2 separate regions of the Triticum aestivum genome follow, and region 1 is linked to region 2. A link is a contact called in public Hi-C data. All regions are on one chromosome and are shown on one strand. The core of a region is the stretch at or near the end of the contact, and the rest is flanking DNA. Distances in the headings are between cores, read along the strand shown.

Region 1 (5,481 bases), core at 2,722-5,221, 350 kb before region 2:
TTTAACTGTTCCTTCTTTTAACATGAAACAAAGGTATCAGTTCAGAAACATGCATTACAAACAGATATGGTTCCTTTCCCCTATACAATACAGTACATTATTACTTACTGGATTAAAGTAAACCTGCACGCGTAGAAGCTCCTTGATTAACTAGCCCAATTTCTTACGCCTGATCTCGATGCCCTGCACGATGAGACCACTCTTCCAGCCCAGTTCTTGCGTCTCCGCGAGGCCGAAGGACACGTCGCCGTCTTCACCCCCCTCACAGAAGAACTCACCCAGCTCCAGCTCCACCCAACCGTCGGCTCTTTTGCAAGGGAGCACTGCGTCCTCAACTGCACGGCGGCGGTTTCTTCTCGTGCTTCTTTGCTGCCCACTGCCAGCATGGAGCTGCAGGCTGACCTTGCGGGTTGATCGGTTGATGCCTCCAATGCTGACCGATGCCTGGGCTGGCGAGTCCAGTCCATAGGAATCGTCGGCCAACTTGTACACCATGTACGCGGCGTAGGCTGAGCCTGGGGTCAGCATGTTGCTATGTATGTTGCCGCAGATATCCAGCCAGCAGACTTGTCTGAGTTGAGCACTCTCCGAAAACCTGGAGTCCAGTATAGGGTTCATTAGGATGTTGTAACCAAGGTGAAAACCAATCAACAGAGAAAGGTCGCAGAGAGCCATCTTCAGAGACACACATTAAGCTCTAGTTTGAATAAGGTACTACACCATAGTCCATAGAGTCACATTCCACTGTCCAAGAAACAAGGACCATGGCATATAGACAGTACAGCGGTATTCCAATGTCCAAAGAAACTGACTTCAACTTGGCATGTCTGAAACTCTAAATATATACTGTATCACCAAAACTGATTTCAACTACTACTAGTATTAGTATGCAATTGCAGTCAATCAGATAAGGATAATGGCGATGACAAGGAAGGCAGCATCATTCAGGCAGGCCAGCAGCACAAGTTAGCTGCAACGGGACTCGGGGACTGGAAGGAAAGCGAAAAGGATTAGGAAGGAACCTAGCGTCGGCGAGAGGGATCCAGGTCCAGTACTGCGGCGTGTCGCCCCAGCAGATGTACAGCTCCCTCGCCGCCACCATGTAGCACTTGGCGCCGGTCTCCCTGTCCAGCCACATGCTCTGCACGCGCACACACGGCTGATTAGCGACCAGCCAAATCCCTGCCCGCGCGCCGCCGTATACACCCGCTTTACGTACCACGAGTCCGCCTGGGAGGAGGATGGGGCTGCCGGAGAGGCGGCGGAACAGGTCCTTCTTGCTGCGCGGCGGCGGCTCCCCGTCGGCCAGCGGCGGGAGGTCGCGGGCGCTGGGCAGGAAGCAGGCCCAGACGGCGTCGGAGTCGGCCGCGGCGCGGAATGCCGGGGAGACCGCGGCGGCGCGGCAGGCGTCGCGCGGCGCCGTGAGGGACAGCGCCACCGACAGGAGCTCCTCCGGCAGGCGCGCGATCTCGCAGGTTTCCCCCGTCGCCGTCGGAGCCTCCTCGTCCTCGGCGCGCGGCTCGGTCGATCCCCTCGGCTCCAGCTGGAGGAGGCGACGAAGCACCTGGAAGCCGCCCTTCCACTCCATTACTGCAAAAATGTCTATCGGAAGCAAATTAAATCGATTTCATTTGTGGCGAAGCAACTGCATTTTAAAATGCCACAAGCGATCTTGCTCTTCCATCCCATCCAAACTTGGTTGAAATTTCAGGGTCACGGAAGCGCTCTCCAAAGTCAATGCAAAATGGAGCCACCTGTACACGGTTTCGTACGCGACCATGGGTGTCCCACTTGCGCACCACTATCATAGTGGGCGTGGTTCTTGTGTCGTGGCGCGCAATCAAACGGTTGAAGAGACACAGTTAATGGCCGCGGAGATAAATGGGGCTGGACAGTCTGTAATATCAGTACTTCCGTATGACAGTTTTTGCAGTGTGTAACTACATGATGACTATGCGCGCGCCGCAACCGCATCCATGACGCCTCAATCGTGATCATGCGCCGGCCCCAACCGCAAGCAGAGCATGTCGCGGCCGTAAAGCGACCACATGCATAGAACAGTTGAACACATAGAAAATGACTTTCAGCGAATGCGAGCGGACGATGTCCTCGAAAAATGATGTTGTGTTTCACATCTCACCCGGTTGTGCGGACGAACCTCGAGAGATAAATAGTGAGCGACCTTGTGTGCTACTGCGACTTCCTGACAGATGAGGAGGAGCGCTAGGTCGCTCACACAATGGAGGTTAGCCGCAAATGCCGCTGCAGCTGAGGCGCGAAACGCGAAGATCTACTAGAGTCCCGCCTTGACTAGTTCTGAACTAGCTAGTGACTATGATCTACATGGAATCTAGTGGAGGCTCAAATGTGCAAGTATTTTGAGGCATTCTCTGGTTCATGGGGTAGAAATATAATAGGAATAGAAAATTTGTAGGAAATGAGATGACATAATCTAAAATTCTATGAATAGGAATATTAAAGATATGTCATTTGTTTCACGAGATAGGTTTTTTTTTCTCATTGAGTCTAGACTCATGTTTATTTTTCTTTCAAATACGGAGGATGGTGACCATTCCTATGTAGGAATATGAATCCTTTCTTATAAATTGAAGGGCTCTAAAGAAACATTTCCTATAGAGATCCTATCATATGATTTTTTTTATATTAAATTTCTCCAAATCAAAGACATCTCTGACAGAGATGATTTGACATTAGCCCGTCGAGGCCAATAAGAAGCGAGGAAAGCATTGTGACGATGGATCTCATGTTTGGCAGCAGTCCTACGGCCGGCTTCTGAAGGAGATAGAGTTCTACGCTCCTCCATTTTGTCAAGCAGTCAATGACGGTGGCAGTTTAGAGCAAGAGTTTGGGGGCTTTTGGCATCAACAACGCGAGCGCTGCTATCTCGCGCGCGCGCTGCAACGCTCGAATTCAGACAGGCTGTGGTTGCCTTTTTTAGCAAGTGTGGGTTGCCTTTTTAGCAAGTGTGGGACATAGTTTGAGGTAAATCCGGCCCCACCCCGGGCCCCACCCATTGAAATCAGGGGGGTGAGATTATGGTTCACGGGAGAGAGAGCAGGGAGGGTCCAGCGCTGTACATGCACATGTGGGCTGCTGTTTTAACGCCCATCTGTCCTTGGCTTTCGCTAGTGGGAGGAAAAGAGGTCGCTCGTTGCGACGCTCGCTCGCGAAGGAGCGTTTCCGATCAACAACCCAGGTTTTCCAAAGCACCCAACCCTTTTTAATTTTCCACATATGAAGGCGGCCGAGTCATCGACAATTTTTTTTACAGTAATGCTAACCGGCGAACGTTCGCTCTGAAAGAACTCCCACCGAACGCCCTCGCAGCCATTTGATCGAGATCAAACGGTGACATTAAAAAAACGCCTTCTCCAAGAAGGAATTGCCATGCTAGTCTCAATAAATTGCCAATCTCTATACCAAAATTGACATGAACATCATTAGCAAATGCCATCCTCAGGCGAATGTTCGCCAGCTATGGAAGTCGAATATTTTACTTATAAGCTTTTACATGACTTGGCGCTGGACTATGCAGTTGGGCTGATACATTTGGTAAGTCGCTCAAAATAAAAAATAAAAAATACTACTACTCCACTTGGTTAGCTGCCTCCTTATACAATAATCGATCCCGTCATTGTTTATGCTTTGGTACGCTAGCCGCACCGGAACCGGATCCTCGAACATTGAGAAGTAAAATTAGAGAAGCTACAATACCCTAACTTTTCTTCTTTCTATTCATATGATAATGGCTAAAATGACTTAATTAATTTGCAAATTAATGATCTATTGTGTACATTTATAGTAATTAATTACATACAAACAAATTGATGGTGAAATAAAATTAATTTTAAATTATTTATATCAACATTAAATACCAACAGTAAACAACCTACTAACTACCTATTAATAGTCCCTAACTTCCTTTCCTCATTTTATACTAGGCAAACCCTATAGCATCATGACTTTCCTTAGAGGATCCGGTTCCAGCCACACCATCTAGCCCGCGACGATGACGACACAAGAAAAGGCACCCCACGCCGTCCGCCGCCGGGTCGTCTTGTTCCCGCTGCCGTTCCAGGGCCACCTCAGCCCCATGCTCCAGCTGGCCGAGCTCCTCCGCGCCCGCGGCCTGGCCGTCACCGTCCTCCATACCGACTTCAACGCGCCCGACCCCCCGCACCATCCGGAGCTTGCCTTTGTCTCGATCCACGAGGCGCTCCCGCACGTGGCCACCTCCCCCGACGCCGACATCGTCGCGCAGCTCCTGGCCCTCAACAACGGTTGCGAGGCGCCGTTCCGGGAGGCCCTGGCATCGCTGCTGCTGCTGCGTGAGGACGTCGCCTGCGTGGTCGTCGACGGGCAGTGGTACGCGGCGCTGGGGGCGGCGGGCGTGCTCGGCGTCCCCGTGCTCGCGCTCCGGACGGACAGCGCCGCCACGTTCGGCAGCTTACTTGCGTTCCCTCGGCTGCGCGACGCCGGCTACGTCCCCATCAAAGGCAAGTGGTGCGAGCTAATTGAATTCGTACTCAACCGACGGATGGACTGATGAGAGCTTGTGAACTTTCTCTGCAGAGGAGCGGCGGGACGAGCTGGTGCCGGAGCTCGAGCTGCTCCGCGTGCGCGACCTCATCCGCATCGACGGCAGCGACGTAGACGCGCTCTGCGGCTTCATCGCCCGCGTCGCTGACGCCGTGTGGGCCTCAACGTCAGGGGTCGTTCTCAACTCGTTCGACGCCATCGAGACGCCGGAGCTGGCCAGGATAGAGAAAGAGTTGTCCTGTCCGGCGTTCGCGGTCGGCCCTCTGCACAGGATGTGCCCCGGGCCGGCGCCGGCGGAGCACGGCCTGCACGCGCCGGACCGCGGTGTCACGACCCAGAGGAGGAAGAGAGGAGGGGATCGAGATCAGATCGAGGGTAGGTGAGGATAGCAGGTGAGAGGGAGAGAGCTTGGAGGAGGGGAAAGGGATTTGGTTCACCAATCACTCGCTGCCTCATCATCTGGTAGCCGTACATTAAGCAGCTGCCCATCTGGGCTCAACCCCGGGCCAAGGCCCAACACACGCTACATGGCCTCGGGCCCAAACGCACGCCACACACTCGTTGTGGTTCAGTTAACAACAGTTAACTGAACTACACTTGCAGTCCGCTGCAGATCGTCATCTGCAGGCGTGACATTGCCCCCGTCTTCTGATGGAGCTCCCTCCCAAATGCAGGTCGATGGATAGCGCTCTTTGAGGATGTCGTAGTCTTCCCAAGTGGTGGCTGTCGAGGGTCTGTTGGACCACTGAACTTGTAGCTGGATCACTGGTGCATCCCCTTTCTTCATCATGCGACGCTCCACGATGGCCACTGGTTCCGCGTTGCCGGTGACCAAGTCTGGTATTTGTGGCGGCTCAGAGAAAACAGGAGTGTAATCAGGAGTATAAGGCTTCAACTGCGAAACATGGAATACCGGATGGA
Region 2 (5,558 bases), core at 1,852-4,351:
AAGGCATCAATGAAGGTTGCTCTTTTTTGTCGAGATATGGAAGTCCCTTAGACTAGTCACAATGGAGTAACTTGACTAGTAACATCACACATTTCAATACAAGATTGCTTACGTGGCAGCTAATTAATGAGGAGAGAGGGGTTTGTGGTAACTTAGCTAGTTACTGTAACATCACACATTTCAAGACATAATGAGTCTATAGCCTAATAAATGAACTCTTTCATGATACCACTCATATGTTACTACCCACTATGGAGGTAGTAACATAGACTAGTAACATCTGCAAGTTACTACTCTATGTTACTCCCCACTGTGAGCAGTCTTAGTGCAGCTAACGTACTACACCACGTGGAGTAAAAGCAAAACGACGCACTACACCGCGTGGAGAATCAAAAAGGTAGCCAGCTCATCGACACAACATCTAAGCCGTGTCGAGTGCCATTGCTGCCAGGCGATGCTCTTCCTCCTCTGTCGTCCCTGCCCCGACCACCTTGACCCTTGGCAAGCATATTCCTGTTCGGAGAAAAATTACAGAGATATATACAACAAAATTGGTAAGAAAGACTCTTGCCCCCCCCCACCCTTCCCCCAACACACAAAATGGTAAGAAAGACTTTTGCCCAAAAAATCGTGTCCAACTTCTAAGTTTCACAGTGAAAAAAAGGTAGATGTGCCTAAACTTTTCATGGGTTGCTTCCATATACACACTGCCCATTTTTTTTGGCACATGTAAAATATGGAGCTAAATTTCGGTAGTCTACCTCTTCCACGGTTCCGTGATTCTAAATTCATAACCCTAGTGCTCATTTCCATTTTAGGCATGACCGCCATTGCTAACGTTGGACTCAGACATGTGTCATGACGTATGGTTGTGACGAGTGGATGAGCACGCACCGACGTCTCGTGGAAGTATGCTACACCACCACAGTCCGTGGTAGCGCGGTGTCATGCGGCAGTGACATCTTCTTTGGGTACCAGGCATAGAGAAACCGTGGATGACACACGAAAATTGCAGGCTTTTTTTTCTTCCGAGAAGGCATCAATGAAGGTTGCTCCTTTTTTGTGGAGACATGAAAGTCCCTCGAGCGCAGCTAATGTAATATAAGATAGTAAAAGCAAAACGACGCACTCCATCACGTGGAGAAGCAAGAATCTAGCATGCAAGATATGTATCGGTTTTCCTTGCGAAGAGGTGGCCAGCTCGTCGATATGACATCTAAGCTGTGTCGAGTGCCATTACTGTTCGGGCGATGCTCTTCCTCCTGTGCCGTCCCCTCCCCGGCCCTAGACAACCATATTCCTTTTCAAAAAAAATTACCAAGATATATGGAGTAGAGTTAATTACACTATTGATACATAAACTTGCAGCACGGGTACGATCTCATACAAAAACTTACAAAATGACTCAAATTGGCCCTTAAACTTGCTTTACGGGAACAAACTGATAAAATTAGTCGAAACCTGCCACGTCGGATCCAGGAACTTGACCCACGTCCAGGTTAATTTACAGGAAACCCCGGTTGTATCATGTAAATAGATCCCCGAGTAGCCTAGCCAGCCTCTCTGTTCGCCATGCACCAGCCAAATCCCTAGTCGTTCTTCTCTGTTCTTTCCAAAAATTCACACTCGACCGTGGCAGCCTTCCCCTCAAACCAAATCCCTAACCCTTGACAGTGGCACCGACCGCGGCAAGTACTGAAGAACGTGGCTCGCCGTGATGCGGTGTCCTTGTCGGGGGATAGTCAGCCCCTCCTCGTGGGCGCATGGCCCATGGGCGTCGGCGGTGGCAATGTCGGTCTCGACGGCGGCCTGGGCGACGGTTGTACTGAAGAATGGTTGGTGACATTTGAGCGACATTTCGGCCCCAAAAAAACCGTAGGTGCTTTTCTATTCGTAATTTCTTGTGTCCTGCAGTATGTGACTTTGAGCAGAACTCAACAATTTTTTGTAGAGTCAAATGCAAATGGCCACCGAGTATGATTTTGATGGGTTTATTCCACCATTTGAGTATTGCCATGACTTTTGTGACATTGAGAAGAAGGAGAATTGCGGGTATTCTCGTAACCCTGTTCATAGAGTGTGTACAAAAGGATTTGACACACGGCGTAGGTTTCTAGCCTGTTCATCTGAGGTATGTAAAATAGTGGTAGTGAAAATATTTAAACGACGCTTGTTTCAGTCACAAAACTATGAAAGTAATCACATCACAAGATTATGAGCACACAACAACAACTCCACTGTAGCAGAACACTACTTTCTGAAACTCTGAACATCACACCCAACACCGGTGTTAGTACACAATGACAAGCAGGCGGAAATACCACAAAACAAGCCAATACAGGGGGACAATCCAATATAGAAGAAGGAAGGTGATTTCATACCGTAGTCCGGCGGGAACTCGCCAATGCCGCGAGGATGCGGCTCCATCCAGCGTCGATCTCATCCCCGATGACCATCGCACCGTCGACGAGGAGAAACAGAAAGGCGAAAGGGCCGATGAGAAATGAAAACTGAAGTGATCGGTGCGTGCCTCTCATCCGACGGGCAGGTTTCAGGCTAATTTGTATCAGCTTGTTCCGGCAAAGTAAGTTTAGGGGCTTATTTGAGTCAATTTGCAAGTTTTTGTATGAAACTGTACCTGCGCTGCAAGTTTATGTATTAATAGTGTAATTAACTCTATGGAGTACTCCCTCCGTTCCTAAATATAAGTCTTTCTAGTGATTCCACTAGGTGGACTACATACGAAGCAAATTGAATGAATCTACACTTAAAATCCATCTATATACATCCGTATGTGGTTCATAGTGGAATCTCTACAAAGACTTATATTTAGGAACGGAAGGAGTACATAGCAAAATTTGTAAGAAAGACTTTTGCAAAAAAAAAAAAAACGATAAGAAAGACAGCAGCCGAGGCCGACGGGTGGGCCCGGCTCTAGAAAGCGCTACTACTCGCTGTGGCCGCGGCGCGGTTCGATTCCATCTCTGGTCAAGTGACTCATCGTCCTCCGCGTAAATAGCAGCCTTCTCCTTCAGGGCATCGTCTTCTCCACCCCCTCCTCGCCTTCCGCTTCGATTCAATCCAAATCCAAATCCAAATCGATCTCCTCCCCGCCGCGTCTCCAAATCCGCCGCACGCCCGCTCGCCGCCGAATTCCCTCGGATCCCACCCCAATGCCCTCCTCCCCGCTCGCCGCCGGCGACGCCGCGTCCACCTCCGGCCCCGGCCCCGCCTCCGCCGCGCCCGCCGATGACGACGACCGCGTCTTCCTCGTCCAGCACCGGTAAGCGCTCCAACAAACCCTAGCCCTCCGATCCGAGGCCGGCGGGTCTGCGGATGGCATCTCTGACGGCATCGCTGCCCGAGCAATGCAGGTGGTGGAGGGAGGCGCAGGAGGGCGCCGAGATCGACGCGCACGGGATTCCCTACGCGGCGGCGCCGTCGGGGGGCCCCTCCTACGGGTTCCGCGGGGTGCTCAGCCTGCTCATGAGCGAGAACGCCGCCTTCACCCTCCGCCGCGCCGACGACCTCCTCCAGCCCGAAGCCTCCGCCAAGGCCGGGGCCAGGAGCTACGCGCTCGTCGCGGCCGACCTCTTCGGGAAGGCACGCACCTGGTGAGCACAAAAGACTCTGCCTCTACTTGCCCGTTGGGACGGGAGCGGATCATGGATTGGATGAATAGATATAGATGCATTTGTAATGCCTAGATTCTGATCATGCCTGGTGCGCGGGTTATTACGTAAGCGATGATGCATGGTATTAGTATTGGATCAAATCTGATGGTTGGTGCCCAGTGAAGCTTTAGGTATCATATGCATTGCGCTGTCGATTAATGCATGTGGTTTGGTCAATAGGTATGTTCTAGATTCTAGATTGGAATCACCCTTGCCGTTGGGGTTAAAGGGAGTTAGAGAACCAAGCTTGTACCCTATGTTTCTAAAATGGCACCGGTAGTCTCAGGTGGGCTATATAGGGTAACTGTCCGTTGCTCACTTGCATGCGCGCCACTGAGCTTCCTGCTGGTAGAATGAATGCGCCTAGGCGGATGGATTAATTCGTCGATATTGTTGTGTCGTCTTGTGCACACACTAGTTTGTTATCCTCCTTATATGTGTACGGAATATTAACTTTGTATAAGCATGCTATAAAGTGTGCAGTTGGACTTATTTGCGTTACATGAAAGGTTTATTAGTGACACGCTTACTAACTGAAAGTGATGGATTATTAATTATATACGTATTACATTGTACATAGCATTCCTTCTTATTAAAGCAATGTGCAACCAAGGCGGAGAGTTCTTTGGCGTCAATTTTCCATGAAGGTTATAATTGAATTTTTTTGTCATACTGGCTCCGCGGAGGCTACTACTGTTGATGCTCTGTCTCCAGCATGTCTTGAAAAGTTTTGTAGGAGAAAGAAAAATATGATGGTCTAGTCTACTATATGGTTTGTCGTTTCATCTCTAGTTTGTCTGCGATAGCCGATGGCAACAAGGGGACATTTATTGGTTCACTTTATGCTTTTGTGTTGTACGAGTCATAGTACAAAGTTACAAACCCAATTTTTCTTGAGTCTTTAGATGAAGCTTGGATGTAACCCACTTTAAACTATTCTGAGGGAAACTCATTACACCATGCAGCAAGTTCAGACCAAGAGATCTGGTATTGTATTTAGCCTGTTGCATTTATTCCTTGAGCTGGTGGATGGATGGGAAGTGAGATTACATAAATGTAATATTTGAATGCAATGATGCACCTAAAAATTAGGCCTACCAATTGTGTAATATATGCATAGCTGGCTGGTTTAGCTATGCTCCAATTTTTGGTTTGCCCTGATTGTTTATATTATCTGTCTCATAACTTAATTGATTTCTTGATTTTCTCACCTAGGCATTCTGATTCTCTCAAGTCCAATGGCAAAAGTTCATTGCTTACTGAAGAGGCATCCGTAAACATTTATCCTATAATGCTTAGAGTTTCGGTCACTAGAGGTACAAATGCACTAACGGTGAAGATCAGTAGAAAGGTATGTGTTATTTTCCACACTATCTGCTTCCCCTCCTTGTTTTGAAGAAAGGTTTCTCAGCAGTGTTTGTTTTGTAAAGGATCTATATGTTTTCATGCATGAATTTCACTTCAGTTCATAAGAAAACGGTGTTGTTCTAACTTTTACTTTTAACATATCAGGACAACTCAGCCGAGAACTTTAAAAGAGCAAACAAGATTCTGGCTTCGGAGTCTGAGCCGGTAATTTCTGATTATTTTCACTTGAATGTGTAAAGTTTTGTGTTTCTTTTCTTTGATCACATGTCTATTATATTTAGGTTCACATATGGGATTTCTCTGGGCGAACAACCTTCATATTGATGAATGAATGGAACCGTATGCCCCAAGATCCTCGGTCTTCTGACCAGGAGGTCATTATCTTCTCGATCAAATTTGCCATTCTATTTCCTATGCTTAATTTCTTGCATAAGATTGCTATAAATTAATTGTACAGTTGTGTTGGTCATAGTCTTTTATCTCCTAGCCACTTCTTAAGGCTTTTCTACTGCATTA

What was found. Hi-C and Micro-C count contacts between places; a contact is called where the count stands out from the background.
Region 1: a Hi-C map of leaf shows a contact between it and region 2, with 5 times the contacts expected there. The contact joins the promoter of LOC123119252 here to the promoter of LOC123119249 in region 2. A contact is called at or near these places in 2 of 5 Hi-C or Micro-C datasets (both in leaf) and 1 of 1 datasets of contacts at active chromatin or transcription factors (leaf).

The regions. Positions count from the first base shown.
Region 1 is chr5D:34,398,301-34,403,781 of IWGSC CS RefSeq v2.1, reverse strand. LOC123119252 (DIMBOA UDP-glucosyltransferase BX9) reads left to right here and starts at 3,971. Exons shown (of 2, transcript XM_044538978.1): 1 at 3,971-4,517; 2 at 4,594-5,481. The coding sequence starts at 4,031. The coding sequence ends at 4,943. LOC123119250 (putative F-box protein PP2-B12) reads right to left here and starts at 1,742. Exons shown (of 3, transcript XM_044538977.1): 1 at 1,220-1,742; 2 at 1,023-1,141; 3 at 1-595. The coding sequence starts at 1,588. The coding sequence ends at 151.
Region 2 is chr5D:34,049,298-34,054,855 of IWGSC CS RefSeq v2.1, reverse strand. It overlaps LOC123119249 (ubiquitin carboxyl-terminal hydrolase 8), which reads left to right and starts at 3,101. Exons shown (of 13, transcript XM_044538976.1): 1 at 3,101-3,283; 2 at 3,375-3,614; 3 at 4,890-5,025; 4 at 5,187-5,246; 5 at 5,324-5,416. The coding sequence starts at 3,174.